Linked DNA regions of Rattus norvegicus: region 2 is linked to region 1. Evidence: chromatin contacts called from public Hi-C data. All regions are on one chromosome and are shown on one strand. Each heading gives the region's core, a stretch centred on a gene start, on an enhancer-like site or on the middle of the called end of the contact. The rest is flanking DNA. Distances are from core to core; before and after follow the strand shown.

Region 1 (3,212 bases), core at 254-2,753:
ACCTGCCTTTTCCTCCCTACTGCTCACATTAAAAATGAGTGCTACCACACCCACCTGGCATTTGCTATTGGAAGTTAATCTCTTTTTCTCTACTCTGGCCATCTCCCTCCTTCAGAAGTGTATTCTTTCTTAATAAATCCTCTTGCACTGTCTAATGTTGTTCTTGTCCTCTGTCCAATTTCTTGTTCCGGAAAAAAAAAAAAAGAAAAGGAATCTAGAGTCCCTTGGGAATATTGACACAAAACCACTCACCTCAAAAGCAGCAAGAGGGAATTTACTCTGGAGTCAAACATGAGTGACTATGCTTGGGAACACAGATGCAGGTTACCCTGAATCCTATGTCCCAGCATGGCAATAGTTTCATGGAGTTTTAGTAGCAACAGAACCAACAGTCACAGACCTTGGACACTCTTCAAATACATCAGTGGAGACATCAGGTTGGCGGTGACAGCAAAGTAGGGGAATTCCCATCGTAGGCCTCGGATTCTATCTGATGCTATCCTCAGCTTGTGGTTGGTGGAAACTGGTGATCTGTCCATACATTCCAAAAGGTTGTATGTGTTAGTTATGAGAATGTTGGGTCCGAAATAGAGATGGCCAAGGAATGGCTGCTGAGAAAGCTAAAGATAGCCCAAGATGAATTGAGGCACTGGGAGCAACATTGATGTTCTGATCGGTTAATCAGATCTCTAGAAAGTTCAGCACATGATGCCACACTTTTTAGGAACTCTTGTTCGCAGGTGTTTCCCACTAATATCTAACTGCTGTCATTATTACTGGGATCTTACTTTAGACCTCCCTCCCCTCCCCCACCCCCTACCCCATGGTCTCCACAGGAAGAATTCAAAGGAGACATGGAGATGAATGCAGAAGACAGGGTTTATCACAGAGTAAGGTGGATCAGGTTGAAGGGATGAGAGCAGACAGCAGGCAGGAAGGAACCCACTCGGGGGTGGGGGGAGTGGCCAGTAGCTCAAGAGACCACTGAGCAAACCGACATCGTTTTAGGTTGCCAATGTATTATCTCTTAAAGTCTCTCAGACAGAAAACTTCCTGAGAGATATCTTCCCGAGCAGGTGATTGACAGGCCCATCTGCATCAGTCTTTAAGCAGGAGCAGTGGTGCACATGGTTCTTTACCCATGTTTTTATCCCATTAGGAATCTTACAGTCTTTCTGCGCTTTGGAAAATCACATCTCCACCCAAGGCCAGAGATAGAACTCAGCCTGTTTTCTGACCAGTAATAACTCGACTTCTGTTCTTGGCTTTAGCTGCTACTGATTATCAGGAAGGACTCTATTCTGTATGCCCCCCACCCCCCAGGCTTTGCAAATCTGGATAGCTCTCTAATAGCCACAGCCTGTGTCGGGCTTCCTGGAGCATAATTTGAAAGTTTGTAAGATGTTTCTTAAGAGACTCGAAGGAGACACTGAGCCCAACTCCGCTCAAACCACAAAAGCCTCAGAGACTGATGTCTGTGGGTTTCCCCTGCTCTAATACCAAGGCCTCGTGAGCAATCAGGTAGCTATGCTGTTACCAAACCTGGGTGGATCTGAGACACTTCACAGAAGATACACTTCACAGGCCTACACCCTGCAGGCGCTGTGTGTGGGTGTTGCACTCCCCAACCCCCGCCACACACACACCCCATTGCGTATGGGTGTTACACTCATTTATTCTCCAGAGACAGTATTAGCCAAAAAGATCCACAAACAACAGAAGAAGACACCAAGGTCAGGTGGAGGGTGGGGAAGCTCAGCAGAGCAGTATCCACTGAGCGGGGAGGCCATGTGGTTCTGTCGCTGGAGAAGAAAGATATCATTTTACCTCTATATGACGGCTCCTGATTGTTCTGTTATCTGGTGTGATGTTGAAGGCTGACACAACCCCTTCATTAATTATTACAGAGAGAGGAAAAAAGAGATCAGGCCACGGTGCCTGCCTGCCATCCCAGAACCAGAGAGGCTAAGATAAGAGAATCGCTGTGAGTTTGAGGATAGCCTGGGCTATACAGTGATAAGTTTCAGGTTAGCCTGAAACATGTTAGGGAGCATGCTCAGGTGGGCAGATCTCTGTGAGTTTGAGGCCATTCTGATCTACAGATCAACATACAACAACATTTCAGGGTGACAGAGGCTATGTAATGAAACTGTATCAAATTAATAATAATAATAATGTTATTATTATTATTAAAAATAATGATGAAGATGATGATTTTAAAAGGAGCTAAGAGCAAAGATAAGGAAAAAGTAGAAAGGGAAGTGTTTTGTCCAGGGCACAAAACAAACTTTAAAAGTAGATAGTGTAGATGGAACCGACTCTGCTGTGCATGGGTTTACTTTGCTTAACTGTTTTTTTGTACTTTTTTCCTTCTGTCTAAAGATTGTTCTGTAGCCCAGGCTACCCTGGAGCTGGGTTGTGGCTTCCCTTTCCACTTTCTTTCCTTTTCCTTCCTGCCTTTCTGCTTTCCCTCTCTGTCTCCTTCCCTCCCTCCCTTCCACTATCCCTGCCCTCCCTCCCTCCCTTCCTTCTCTCTCTCTCCAGCATCTCACATAACCTAGAGTGGCCTGGACTTATCTACTCTTGCTTCCTGATTCTCTTGCCTCTTCCTCCCAAGGCTGGGCTTGCAGGACCGCGCCACCACATCCTGCCTTAAACTCATGATGTTTGCTTTATGCTGCTGCTGCTGCTGCTGCTGCTGCTGCTGCTGCTGCTGCTGCTGCTGCTGCTATCCCATACAGTCATCTGCCCACATTTTGCTGTTACTTTGACACAAGTGAAGTAGTTCCTATTTGGGCTTAGCACAGGTTAGACTTCTAGCCTCAATGCTTAAAAATTGGAAAAATGTCTTTACCATTCCTGAACCACAGTTTCTGTGAAGCAGGGGCGTGGGGAGACAGTAGCTGAAGATGGACGGTAGGTGAGGTGGAAGGCTAGGAGAGATCGGATAACAGGGGTCAGTGAGCAGAGGATGTGGGATAGCATAGGACGTTATACCATGAATGATGTGAGGTAGTAGGGAGCTCGGATAGCAGAGAGGGTGGGAGAGGATGGGAGGTGGGAGCAGAGGGCAGAGAGAAGAGCAATGTATGCATTTTAGTGTTCCTCACACATCTGATGCGCTAGTTAAGGATTACACTGTGTCATGTGGCCCAGGGAGTGGTACTATTTGGAGGTGTGGGCTTGTTGGAGAAGGTGTGGCTTTGTTGGAG
Region 2 (3,212 bases), core at 421-2,920, 120 kb before region 1:
GGTCAACAGATATTTGGCTAAAGTGAGTGGGCAATTAAATGTAGAATTCGATGGGCTTTTTCCTCTCCTTTATTTGAATTACTTTTAACCCACATGAATCGAACAATTAATGCTTATATTTTCAGCACCTCTTGCTTCCTTCTAATCTTTCTACATAAAACTATTACAACATAAAATGCATAACTAATGGATAATATACACTTTAACCATATTAAGTCATCTGTTGCACACAAAAGCTGGACTTAACTGTAAATGTACTGTCTTTGTTAGGTTTTCTATTGCTGTGATGGGACACCATGAACAAGAGTAACCTGTGGAGGACAGGGTTAATTCACCTCACAAAATATAATCAGTCACTGAGAGAGGTCAAGGCAGAAACCTGGAGGCAGGAGTGGATGCAAGGCCCATGGAGGATCGATGTTTTTCACTGCTCACTTGCTCACTCATGGATTGCTGGGCCTGGTTTCTTGTAGAAGTTGTGACCACCAGACCGGGATCGCACTTCCCACAGTAAGCTGGGTCCTCCCCCATCAATCATGAATTAAGAAAATGTCACAGGCTTGCCCCCAGGGCAATCTGATGGGGGCGTTTTCTCAATTGAGGTTTTGCCTTCCCAAATGACTTTACCTTGGGTGGAATTGCCTGACGTAAAACTCTCCAACACACATGCTATTTCAGACTGGGAAGCTCATGACCACTCTCTGCCCTTTAGAGTCAGTCATTTGCTATATGATGCAGAGGGATGTGCCAAAATCACGTGTGTGTGTTTGTGTGACATTTACATGTAAGTATTCAGGTAACAGGTGCCCTTGTGCCAAAGGCCAATATCAGATGTCTTCTTCAATTCTTCCTCGCTTTATCCTTTGAGGCAGGGTCCCTCACAGGGGACTGTGGTCTCACCATTTCAGTTAGTCTAAGGAGCCAAGAGCCACAGAGATTCCTCCTGTCCCTGCTTCCTGACACTGGGGTTACAAACAGGCCACCATGCCTATCTTTTTACATAAACTCTAGGGATCGAACTCAGGTCCTCAAACTATGGGGCGAGCACGTCACCAGCAGAGAGATCAGCCCAACTCCATGATTTGCGTTTCTGTGAAGAGATGGTGAAGAAACTCAGTGGTTTAGCTCTTCAGAGGACTAGAGTTCTGTTCCCAGCACCCAGGTGTGACAGCTCACAGCTACCTGTGACTCCGGCCCCAGCGGACCTATTGCTTTCTGCTGACCTCCTTGGAGTTAGAATTTCTCCAGCCCAGTTCTGACTAGTCAGGCAGCCATGATAACCACTGTGGAGACCCTTCTCTACTCTGAGCCCTGCCAACATAGCTAGAATGTCATGCTAATGTCAGAAATGACTTAAGAGAGCAGGAGAGTGGCAGACGATGATATGAAGCCATGAACGCCTGACCATAAAAATCACCATTTCACAGCCTCTCCTCAGCTTCTCCTGTCTGCTGATGCACTCTGCTAGTAGTAACAACCCTGCCTCTGAGGACAAGAGCCTTTAAAATCTCCCACAATTCAAAAGGGGGACACGGTGCAGCACGAGGCTAGCAAATGGGTTTCAAAACCTTTCTATCTGCCTGTTGAATGGGTCAGCTGGGAAATGAAGGGAAATGATTCACGGCCAACAGCTGTGTGAGCCGAGCAGGATTTGGCACATGGCCACCTTTTGCCAGTAAAAGCAGCGGCAGGCAGCCACAATCCTGCCTGAGTCCTGCTCACATAGGCCGCTCGCTCGGACTCTCTTCAAACTTCGCATTCACAAGAAAGCCTGACTGTCAGATGACCTGCGCATGTGCAGTTAAGCAAGCTTTTCCAGCTTCCACCCGGCAGCTTCAGCAAAGGAGAAAACAAACAGACCTTGAGGTGAAGCCTGCCATCTCTTTGTGGATTATCCCATTTTACAATCCAAAGACTGGGTCACTTCGAGGTGATAAACATCAGCCTCTCTGGGGAAGGAAGCAACACACACCTGGAAACCAAGCCTTTTCCAATGTAATTTGTCTATAAACTCACCGGACTTCAGGCTATTCTGGGACTTAACCAAAATACGTAAAGTGCTGAAATGACTCCATAGCATCTAATTACAAATTTCCAACTACCAGTGAGACATTTTAATGTCAACACAAGTCCCTGGTAGAACACTTTAGAAAGCCCATCTTTGGGTTCAATTCCTGGCACCTAACGTGGATTCAGTTTGTGACACTGAATTTATCTATTTTTATGACTTTTTTGGTTTTAACTATGTGTATATGTGGGGAAGGGGCCTTGCACACATGTGCACAGATGGCAAAAGAGGCTGAGAAGGGGGTGTCCGATCTCCTGGAGCTGGAGTTACAGGTTGTGAACCACCAAACCTGAGTGTTGGGAACCAAACCCAGGTTCCCCGCAAGAGCAGCAAACGCTTTTAAACACCAAGCCATCTCTCCACCCACAAGTTATCTAATTTTTGCAGTACCTGGGGACTTAGAAAGCCCGAAATTGCTAAATTCAAACTATCTAAAAGACAAATTTTGACTCTGCTCTGTGAGAAACCTTTCTTCTTGAAGAGAACATAAGCGAACGTTATATTTTGTGGAAGAAAATCATATAAAAATGTGTTTCTGTGAGAAGCCAAGGAAATGAAATGGGTGTCTTTTCAGTAGGCTTATGTAGAAGGCTTTTATATTCTAACCCCACCCCATCACCAAATGAGCTGTTTCTCTAGACAGAGTGCTGGCCATTTGGTTCCTACAGTCACTGTATTTATGAATCCAAGGAAATAAATCTAGAGAGCTATTTATCTGCAAAGCATATAAACAAATAACGGACAAACAGAAGTCAAATAAAAGAATATAAAATACATTTCCACTCCCAGGAAGCCTCCAAAAGGGGGATGTTTCGTTAGATTTAAAAAAAAAATCAAAATCACTTTGCTTTAAATTGAATATCAGTATCTTTTTTGGTTTTGGGGCATCAGTATCTTAATTAGGATAGAAGCATACTATTTATTTATTTATTGTTAGGGTTTATTTTTATTTTAAATTACATGTGTGTATGTGTATGCATGTATGAGTGTGTATGTTTGTACATGTATATATACATGTGTGCATGTGTACATGTGTGTGCGTGTATGTATGTACATGTGTATATACATGCGTGCATGTGTACATATATGTGTAAGTGTATGTACCTGTGTATATACATGTGTGTATGTGTACATATATGTGTAA

What was found. Hi-C and Micro-C count contacts between places; a contact is called where the count stands out from the background.
Region 2: a contact with region 1 is called in a Hi-C map of the A7r5 cell line, with 1.5 times the contacts expected there. The contact joins two enhancer-like sites. A contact is called at or near these places in 2 of 12 Hi-C or Micro-C datasets (the A7r5 cell line and mammary epithelial cells).

The regions. Positions count from the first base shown.
Region 1 is chr8:124,846,437-124,849,648 of GRCr8, reverse strand. No RefSeq gene overlaps it. Among named protein-coding and RNA genes, the nearest start is that of Tgfbr2, 87 kb to the right of the region's middle. Within about 2 kb of position 1,503, at least 11 of the 93 cell types and tissues checked have an H3K27ac peak or open chromatin away from gene starts, as enhancers often do. A contact at or near this core is called in the A7r5 cell line, where this site is marked.
Region 2 is chr8:124,964,434-124,967,645 of GRCr8, reverse strand. No RefSeq gene overlaps it. Among named protein-coding and RNA genes, the nearest start is that of Tgfbr2, 200 kb to the right of the region's middle. Within about 2 kb of position 1,670, at least 35 of the 93 cell types and tissues checked have an H3K27ac peak or open chromatin away from gene starts, as enhancers often do. A contact at or near this core is called in the A7r5 cell line, where this site is marked.